Linked DNA regions of Sus scrofa: region 1 is linked to region 2. Evidence: chromatin contacts called from public Hi-C data. All regions are on one chromosome and are shown on one strand. The core of a region is the stretch at or near the end of the contact, and the rest is flanking DNA. Distances in the headings are between cores, read along the strand shown. Region 1 overlaps LOC100624136 (sodium/hydrogen exchanger 11). Region 2 has its middle 59 kb from the start of PRDX6.

Region 1 (5,026 bases), core at 323-2,822, 110 kb before region 2:
GATTTACGTTTACTTTTGAGGATTCTTTGAATAATGTTTGGTGCCACTTACATACTTAGTTAATTAAACAGCTTCAAAGATTTAAAACTGCCTTTATAAATTTAATGTATTTGAGTTCCTTTTATACAAAATTCTCTGAAGTGCTTGTTTAACTCTTGTAAATCCAAGAAGTTAAAATAAATCTATTGAATCAAAATTCTCTTAAAATATTTAAAATGTAATATTTAAATGCTGTAAAACACAGAAAGAGTACTAGGTAAAATCACCTTATCCAATTGCACACTTAAAATTGGGGTTTTAGTATAATAGTTCATATGTCATTCAGTTTTACAAACATATAAAAGACTCACTATGCCCAGAGTCTTTCTTTTTTGCTTAGATTTTAAAACTTATTATTGTGAGGAATTTCTGACATATACAAATGTAAATACAGTAGTATAATGAATCCTCAGGTACCCATCACCCAGCCTTAAAAACCATTCACACTTGACCAACCCTGCCCCATCTCTGCCTTCGTTCACTCACCCATCTTCCATATTATCTTGAAACAAATCCCATATATCATATCTTTTCATCTGTTACTATTTCAATATGTCTTTCTAAATTTTCAAGTCTCTTAGAAAACATAGTAAAATACTCATATTGCACCTAAAAATTAATAATTCCTTAAAAAACCACATATTGGGTCAATGATCAAATTTCCAGTTATCTCAAAAATGTGATCAATTTATATTTCAAAATTGGATTTCAATAAAATTCACATATTGCAATTAAGGAATATGTACTCTAAGTCTCTTTTAATCCATAAATTCCTTCTCTTTTATTTTTTCTGTGGAAGAACATATTTCTTAATACAAAAATATTAACACTATATTTTAATTTTTAAAAACATTTCTATGCTTAATTTAAAACATTCTCAGAATTTGAAAGGCTCTTGCCCAAAGACATAAAGTATGATCATGAATTCTTTGTAGAATCTCCTATTAAGAGGTGGTGTCTGTATTCCTCCCCACCATTGAAATCAGTCTATTTTCATGACTTGTTTTGACCAAAAAAAAAAAAAAAAAAAAAAAAAAAGTAACGAAATGACTTTGGGACTGTACTTGAGGCCATATTTTACTGGCAGAACTCTAGATTTGGTTTTTACTCCTCAAACTTTGGTCACCTGGAGAGATGGCAGATGAGAAATTGCTTTGGTTTTCAACTTGGCAAATCATGGTCTCTTTATAGTTTCTGTAATTTCTGCTTGCAGATTGAACTGCTGCCCTTCAGTTTATCATTATCATCCCATACTTTATTGTATGCAGCTGAAAAAGTTGACACTTTACTATTTCTAGACTATGAGAAATCCAGAAGTCTCCTTAGCCAGGTACATAAATTTATTAGGTACATCTTCCACCTTCCATGTTCACTTAGGTGACAGTATTGCCAGTTGTGAGCCTTCTTTGTAGCATATCTGCCTTGCTCTAGTCTACTGCATCAGTTTCTCACTGCTCTTCCAGCTTCCACTAACAATCTCCTTTTTGCCCTTCTAGCCTCTGCTCACCACCTGGCCCCAAAGCTAATGACGCATGTTTTAGCTTTTTGTTATGTAAGCTCTCAGTGCTGACTTCTGTTTTGGTTAGCCTTTGGAGTATTGCAAAATTTATTGGCAGAAAACAATAGTTTGGTATTTCTCATAGTTCTGTGGTTTGGCAATCTGGATGATTTTGTGGTTGGTCTTGCCATGTGTCTGCTGCCATCATAGTTCAACTGGAGGTGGAGGGTCTAGCATGTCCTCATTCATAGAGTTGGCAATTGACTCTGGTTGTCTTTTAGGACACTTTGGTTCTCTTCCATATGGCCTCCTATCTTCCAGTAGAGTGGATTGGGCTTCTTCACAGCAGGGTGGTCTCTGGGTTCCAACAGGGTGAAGGAAAAGCTGCAAGAACTCCTAGGCTCTGCAAGTTGAATAACATCACTTTTACCTCCATTCTATCAGTTAAAGTAAGTCACAAAGCTAGTCCAGATTCAATTAGTGAAGGATTGGAGGAGCAGCAGTGTTAGCTCCAAAGAGGCATGGGCACAGACATGTTGCATTGGGACCATTGTTATAATGACCTGCCACATGTACTTTTTAAACCATCAATCTGGAAGTTCCCTTGTGGCACAGTGGGTTAAGGATCCAGTGTTGCCGCAGTCGAGGCATAGGTCACAACTGAGGCACAGGTTCAGTCCCTAGCCTGGGAATGTCCACATGGTTTCAGCCAAAAATAATAAAATAAAATAAAATAGTAAAATAAGATAAAATAAAACCGAAAATCCTATGTAGTGACCTACTCCATGTTACCTTTTTTTAAAAAATTGGAACTATATTTGATATATGGTATTGTGTTTGTTTCAGGTGTACAGCATAGATATTCAGGTTTTTTCAGATTATATTCCATTATGGGTTATTATAAGATAGTGGATATAAGTCTTTGTACTATATAGTAAACTCTTATCCTTTTGTGTGTGGTAGTTTATACATGTTAATTCCATACTCCTAATTTGTCCCTCTCAAATCCTTCTCCCCTTTGGTAACCATAAGTTTGTTTTCTATGTCTCTGAGTCTATTTCTATTTTATATAGATTTATTTGTGTTATTTTTAACATTCCATGTATTTGTTTTTCTCTGACTTATTTCAGTAAGCATAATATTCTCTAGATCCATCCATGTTGCTATAAATGGCAGTGTTTCACATTTTTTATGGCTGAGTAGTATTTCATTATATATATATATACACATACCACATCTTCATAAGCAAATTGTCTGTTGATGGGCACTTGGGTTGTTTCTGTGTGTTGGCTGTTGTAAACAGTGCTGCTATGAACATTGGGGTGCATGTATCTTTTCGAATTAGAATATATATTTTTTTAATTTACATGCAGAAGTGAGTAGAGTTACTAGATCATATGCTAGCTCTATTTTTAGTTTTTTAAGGAACCCGCATACTGTTTTCAATAGTGGCTGCACAAGTTTTCATTTCCACCAATAGTGTAAAAGGGTGCCCTTTTCTCCACATACTCTCCAGCATTTATTATTTGTAGACTTTTTGATGGTAGCCATTCTGACCTGTATGAGGTGATATCTCGTTGTAGCTTTAATTCGCATTTCTGTAATGATTAGTGATGTTGAAAACCTGAAGTAAACTCTTTGCATTGTATAGATTTTGAGTTTTCTGAAGCTAGAAATCTTTTTATCTTTTATAACATCCAGGAGAATACTTTGCAAAAATTGAATAGTCTGTAACTATTTAAATTTAATGAAGTTTATTTCCTGCTATAGAAGTTTTTGAAAATTATATTTTTATATATTGAGTTCAATAATAATACTAAAAGTGAGAGCTATGTAAAGGTCAAGCAGAGTACATTACTTTAATGCTTTGGTCCTTTGTAATTTTTATTTAAAATTATGTTTAGAGTAGCTTTGAAAAACAGTGTAACGATGGAGTCCTTGGTGTAGAGGCAGCCCGGACATTAATTGGTGCAATCAAAAGCTATTGCCACGTTCAAGGAAAGTAAGTGTAATACTTCTTTATTTGATATTTCCAAAATTGAATGGGAATGTGGTAATGAATGACCAAACTGAAAGTCAGGTGTACAGATTGGTCATTCCTTTTATCTCATCTATCTATCCATCCATCTACCCATTTATTTCCATTTTCACTTGTTTATACTTTTTTCTCTCAGATTTTTTTCTCAAAACTTCATAATTTTGATTATGAGGAGTTTTTGGAGGAAGATCTGACTATAGAGCAATTATATAAGAGACAAGGGGAGCCATAAAAAAACTCATATAGATTTAGTTGTGATTTCAATTATTTTGTCTTTATATCACGTTTACTAAATTACTGCATAGGGAAAGTGGGGAAGCCTGGAGCCTGCCATTAAACTGCCCTCTGGGTTGGAACAGGCTCTGGAGGAATTGACCCAACCTATGGGATTGATAGGTGTAATTAAATGTGCTGGGGAAAGCTCAGTATCTTGGAGATATGTTGCTATCTGGTTACAGTCCTGGGAAACATTAGATAATAGTTTAGGGCAACATTGGGGGACAACAATGATAGGATAGTTAACATTTCAGCAGCTTGGTAATACATCTGGGAGATACAGTATCAGTTCCTAAATAAACTTTGGGAAGGATAGGGACTTCAGGGCCATGGAGAATCTTGGGCTGGGCAATGCATGACAAAAGGAAGCTTGATTCTGAACCCCAAATAATTTGTCAGAAGAAATTTTGATTATATTTTACTTCAGGTCAGGAGTAGTTCCAGGAACATGGAAAGCAGGAGTCTCACACTGAAAATGACCATGTGGATGGATATAGAGGTGTATTTAATAAACCTACATTATATTTATATTTATATTTAGTGTAACTTTCTGATTTATATTACCCAAAGATATAGCACTTGCTTTTCATTATAACATGTACATATATTTTCTCTATTAGATTCGTGAGTATTTATGATGTTTCAACTTATGTAAGAGCTAGAAGTTGGCTTATGAAGTTTAAAAACCTGTTAACTTTTTTGGAATATCATAAAGATAACATATCTCCCTTTTTATATGAGTAAGTACTGTGAATCTTTAATAGCAATGTTCTTGAATATATGACCTTGTCTGCATTGTCAGAATAGATTAACTTGATTTTCCCAAAAAAAAAACCACAAGTAATATTATAGTCAACTCATATTGATTGAGTGAGGAAGGACCAGAGTGCTTGCTTGCTTATGTTTCTCCATTCTGTTGTAGCAATTTCATTGACACCTCTATTAGAGAGTGGGTAGAAAAAAGAAGAGAAAGGTGGTCATATTTAGATTCTTCAAGTTTTAATGCCATGTCTTGGATTCACATTACATGTTGGACTTCTTTCATATTCTTATAATATTCTTCTCAGGGTGAGCAGGGGTAAAAAATAGCAAACTCAAAGACTAGATGTAGTTCTCAACTTAACATCATCTATGCCATGGGATTGTTCTGTTGAAGTCTGTAATTAGGATAAACA
Region 2 (4,880 bases), core at 1,408-3,907:
TTCCCAGCTTTTCTAGCTCTTGTATGTCCTCACCTGGAGGCCCTTGTATACAAGGAAGCTAACATTTTTCTGAGCAACCACCCTTGAGTGTATGTTTTTATACATTACCTTACCTTATATTTCTCATATAGCCTTTTCTACTGTGAGGGTTAGAGGTGCTCAAAGGTTAGGTTATGTCCCCAGGTCACCTGCAAGTAAGCATTTGGCCAGGATCTAAACTCAACTCCAAACTTCACCAAATGTCAAAATCTGGATATGGTCCCGAATGCTCTTTGTATGCCAGGCATCCTGAGGCCATGGCATACTCTCAGTGGAGGACAGCAAACAAGGTAATGCATGTGAAAGCAATCTGTCAACTGTGAGTACTTTATTCAGAAAGCGAGCATTGGCAAAAAGAATTTTTTAGCAGCCAATTTTCCCCCTGGGGAGAAAGCTCAGCTGAAGTTGGTTCACTCAAGATAGATGAATTGGCCCTTTGTAGCTAAGGGCCGATAATGTCACAAGAAGACAGTGTTTCTCTTTGCTGGTCAGAGGCCCCAGCAGGGCCCAGAGCAAGGCTTCTCTTCCATTGCATTTGTAACAATCCCTGCCTCAGGATGCTGAAAGCACCCTCCATTACCCAGCATCTTACTCAAGAAGGAAGGTAAAGACCTTTAAGAACCTCAACCTGGAAGGCACCACGGTATTTCTGAATTTCAAACCTAATTTGAAGGTTGCTATTTAAGGAACTCAACATTTTCTTAAAAAAAAAAAAAAAAAAAAAAGACTGAATTGGAAGATATTCAGAATATAATAAAAGTATTCTCTAAAGAAAGTTCAAAACAACTATTTTAATTCATCCACTTTGTCTGTAAATAAGAAATATTCATTTGACTATATATATATGTAAAATATGCTCTTTAGCTCTTAGCTCTTCAAGTGGGGAAAACTTAAAAATAATTACTGGCTAAATAGCATTTTAAGAAATCTTATTAAGATGAATGGCAAGATTTCAAACATCCCTTTAGGGCTGGTATGTGCATTATAAATGGATTCTTCATTTTGCAAAAGATTTCAAAGTAGGTCTAAGCTTGCCTGTCAATTATCCTTACCCCAGCTGAGCTTTGAGAATCTGAGAAGGTAGGACTTTGTGGGCTCTTTGGGCTCTAGGGAAAGAGTTTCTTGTCTGGAGAATTTTTTTTAGGATTAAATACACTGCCTGAGTTACCTCTGACCGAAGTGACAGAATACATAAATGTTGAGATTGCATATGTTGTAAAATTATTCATAGAGTATGATATCGGTTCCTGCTGCGAACACTTCCATCAGCTCTTTATTGTAACTATGGAGTCCTATTTACTCTGCGTCCACTTTTTAAAAGAATCCCTTAGGGAATGTGAGTGCCAGGTTAATTGTTCTCATAACAAGCAACGTAAGGAAGGCAGCGAAACCCCTGTTCTGTCCTCTTCCCCGTGATACTTTCCCCTCTCATTGCGAAGTGTTTTCTTTGGCATTCTCTCTCCTAACTCCTTAGGCCATCACATGTTTGTTTTCACAACTGTGCTCTTTCAAAACATCTGCTCTTGACACAGGCAAAGTGGAAAACTTTTAAAAAGTTATTTACATTAAACATAAAAATGTAAAAAAGATTGGTGACTGGCAGAAGTATGCTAAGAAAGCAGTTGTGAATCCTGCACCCTCAGTAAAAAAGAGATATATTTGTATACAATAGATAGATATCCAGCTGGGTAAATGAAGACCATTCAGATTGGCCGGCTGTCCTTTTTCAATGCTACCTGAGTAGTGAGTTCTCTGGAGACCTTCTGTTTTCTTTGACCCCAGGTTCCTTTGAATAGCAAGCTCAGCAACCCTTCTTTATTGAGGTATGATTGATAGGCAAAAAACTACAGTGATCCTTCAACAACTCAGGGGTTGAGACACTGACCCCCTGGGAAGCTGAAAATCCCAGGGGATAACTTGTAGTTGGCCCTCCGTATCGGTGGTTCTTCTGAATCCTTGGTTTCTTCTTATCTGTAACTCTGTGTTGGTGGATTCACTCAGCCACTGATGGTGTGGTACTGATCATGTGGTACTGTAGTGTATGTTATTGAAAAAAATCTGCATACAAGGGGACCTGGGCAGTTCAAACCTGTGTTCAAGGGTCAAGTGTTTATTTATTTTTTGTTTTTTCTTTTCAGGGCTGCACGCGCAGCATGTGGAAGTTCCAGGCTAGGGCTCGAGCCAGAGCTGCAGATGTCGGCCTATGGCCTATTACCACATCTCACAGCAATGCTGGATCCCCGACTCACTGATGAGGCCAGGGATCACACCTGCATCCTCATGGATACTAGTCAGATTCGTTTCCGCTGCGCCACAACAACAATTCCCAAGGGTCAAGTGTTTTTAATGAACACAACTTAATGAGTTTGGAGGTAACTGTACACCTGTGAAACCATTACCATATGTGCCATAAACATACCCATTGCCTCCCAAAAGTTTCCTCCCACCCTACTTAGTTATGTAATATGTTTGCTTATTTTTGTAATAAGAACACGTGACATCAAATCTACCTTTTTAGCAAGTTTTTAAGTATATCATGCAGTGTTATCACCTCTCTGCTGTGCAGCGGTTGTGCTCTATGGGAGTAGATCCCTAGCCGGAGAGCAGGAGGGGTGGGTGGAGTGAGCTCAGGTGTGACTCAACGGCTGTGGGCAAGGCCCTCCACACCTGTCTTGAGGACTATGATAAAGGTTAAAAATAAAATTGTAGCACTTGAGTGGGCCTGTGTGAGTAGTTATTTTAGGTATAGGATTTATTTGACAAAGCAGCAGCTGACAGCCTCAGCCCAGCACCTCCCTGAAACTTCTTGCTAAGATGGGGAGCCCTGCGTCTGTGCTGGTGAGGTCACTTTGCAGTTGTGGTGATTCTAAAAGGAAACTCTCTGATTAGGACTGAAGGATGTTGCTAACACTCCACAAAACATTTATTTATGCTTGCTTAAAAACAAAGCCTGCTAAATCCTCCTCCTCCCTCCTCAAACATTTGCAGAGTGCCCACCAAGTGCTGCACAGTGCTCGGTGGTGGGGGTTTAAAGGTGGATGAGCCAGGAGGTCTTTTTCCCCACAGGAGGTGGAGGTGGCGGCCCAGCTTGTGCTTAAGCACTGGGTTTCAGCCTTTTGAGTACGGATTCCTCCTTCCAAGAGCCACAGAAAACTAGGGGAATCTAGTAAACAACAGCACCCCTCCCAGCTTCTCTCTCTTTACAAGTGAATGCCGCACATTCTAAACTGGGATATTTTCTGTTCGGCACCTGACAAATGGTGAGTGAACTCTGCATATGTTTTCTTTCTTTCTTTTTTTTTTTTTTTTTGTCTTTTTGCCATTTCTTGGGCCGCTCCCGGGGCATATGGATGTTCCCAGGCTAGGCATCGAATCGGAGCTGTAGCCGCCAGCCTATGCCAGAGCCACAGCAACATGGGGTCCAAGCCGCGTCTGCAACCTACACCACAGCTCAGGGCAACGGTGCATCCTCAACACACTGAGAAAGGGCAGGGATCGAACCCGCCACCTCATGGTTCCTAGTCGGATTCGTTAACCACTGCGGCATGACGGGAACTCCATGTTTTCTTTTTGATTTTGCTTAGGCGCACATTTCTGAGCATGGCAAATGTGACAGATCATTTGGAGAGATGAGGGCGTATAGGAAAGGGAGAGGGACCATTCTCTCTCTGAAAAATAGACATTTTAAAATAGAAACATTTTCGTAATCTTTTTAAACTGTTTTAATATGGAAAATTTTGAGCATATAAATGTAGAAAGAATAGCATCATAAACTCCCATGTGCCCTTCACCAACTTCAACAATGATCAACTCATGGCCTAATCTGGTTTCACACACAGCCCCTCTCCTGTATTATTTTGAAGGAAATTTGATACATTGTTTCATCTGTAAACATTTCAACATGTAGTTCTAATAGATACAGACTCCTTTAAAAAAAAGTTACCTTGACACAAATAATTCACCTGAGTTAGCAATAATTCTTTCATGCCATAATCGTCTAGCTAATATTTAGAGTTGTCTCATAAATGCGTGTGTGCATTTTTTATAATAAATTTGAATTAGGATCCAAATTATGTCTATGTATTCCACTTGGTTATTTTGTCTCTTATCCCGTAGATTCCCCTGTTCCATATCCCTTTGTCTTTTATTACTCTTACAATCTGTTGAAAAACATAACTTTTTCCAATAGATTTCTCTAATTGGATCCATGGGGTGCTATTTAACAGGATCCTGAACCTTCTCTTTCCTGTAAATTAATACATTAATAGTTTGATCTAGAGGTTTGGTCAGAATCAGATTCAATTTTTTCCTTAATCTTGACACTATTGAAATTTTGGACTGGACAATTCTTTGTTATGGGGGGGCTTTCCTATGCATTGTAGAATGTTGAATAGCATCCTGGTCTCTAGTTGACAGTAATATCCAGTCGTGACAGTAATATCCAGTAACATCCTGCAGTTGTGACAAAAACATTTCCAAACTTTCCCCATATTCCCTAGAGAGGGCAAGGCATTCTCATTCTTACTGAGAACTACTGTAGACCAACCACCCATCAATTGTGCTTAAAAGTTATCTGCCCACAACCTTTCATTGCTCACGTGCTAATGAGGACTAGCCCATTCCCTACATCTGTTTTATTGGTTGCCTATAGCTGCTATGAAAAGTTACTACAAAAGAAGTGGCTTAAAACAATAAAAATGTATTATCTTATAGTTCCAAAGGCCAGAAATCTGAACTGGGTTTTGCTAGCATGAATGTCAGCAGAGCTGTATTCCTTCTGGAGCATTGAGGACTGAATCTTCTCCCTTGCTTTGTCCAGCTTCTAGAGGCTGCCTTCATTC

What was found. Hi-C and Micro-C count contacts between places; a contact is called where the count stands out from the background.
Region 1: a contact with region 2 is called in a Hi-C map of liver, with 6 times the contacts expected there. The contact joins two enhancer-like sites. A contact is called at or near these places in 4 of 47 Hi-C or Micro-C datasets (epiblast stem cells, liver and skeletal muscle).

Annotation. Positions count from the first base shown.
Region 1 is chr9:115,906,872-115,911,897 of Sscrofa11.1, reverse strand. LOC100624136 (sodium/hydrogen exchanger 11) reads left to right here. Exons shown (of 32, transcript XM_021063653.1): 18 at 3,442-3,539; 19 at 4,472-4,591. Among named protein-coding and RNA genes, the nearest start is that of PRDX6, 52 kb to the right of the region's middle. Within about 2 kb of position 1,572, at least 1 of the 83 cell types and tissues checked has an H3K27ac peak or open chromatin away from gene starts, as enhancers often do. A contact at or near this core is called in liver, where this site is marked.
Region 2 is chr9:115,795,783-115,800,662 of Sscrofa11.1, reverse strand. It overlaps a transcript of TNFSF4 not described here. Among named protein-coding and RNA genes, the nearest start is that of PRDX6, 59 kb to the left of the region's middle. Within about 2 kb of position 2,657, at least 8 of the 83 cell types and tissues checked have an H3K27ac peak or open chromatin away from gene starts, as enhancers often do. A contact at or near this core is called in liver, where this site is marked.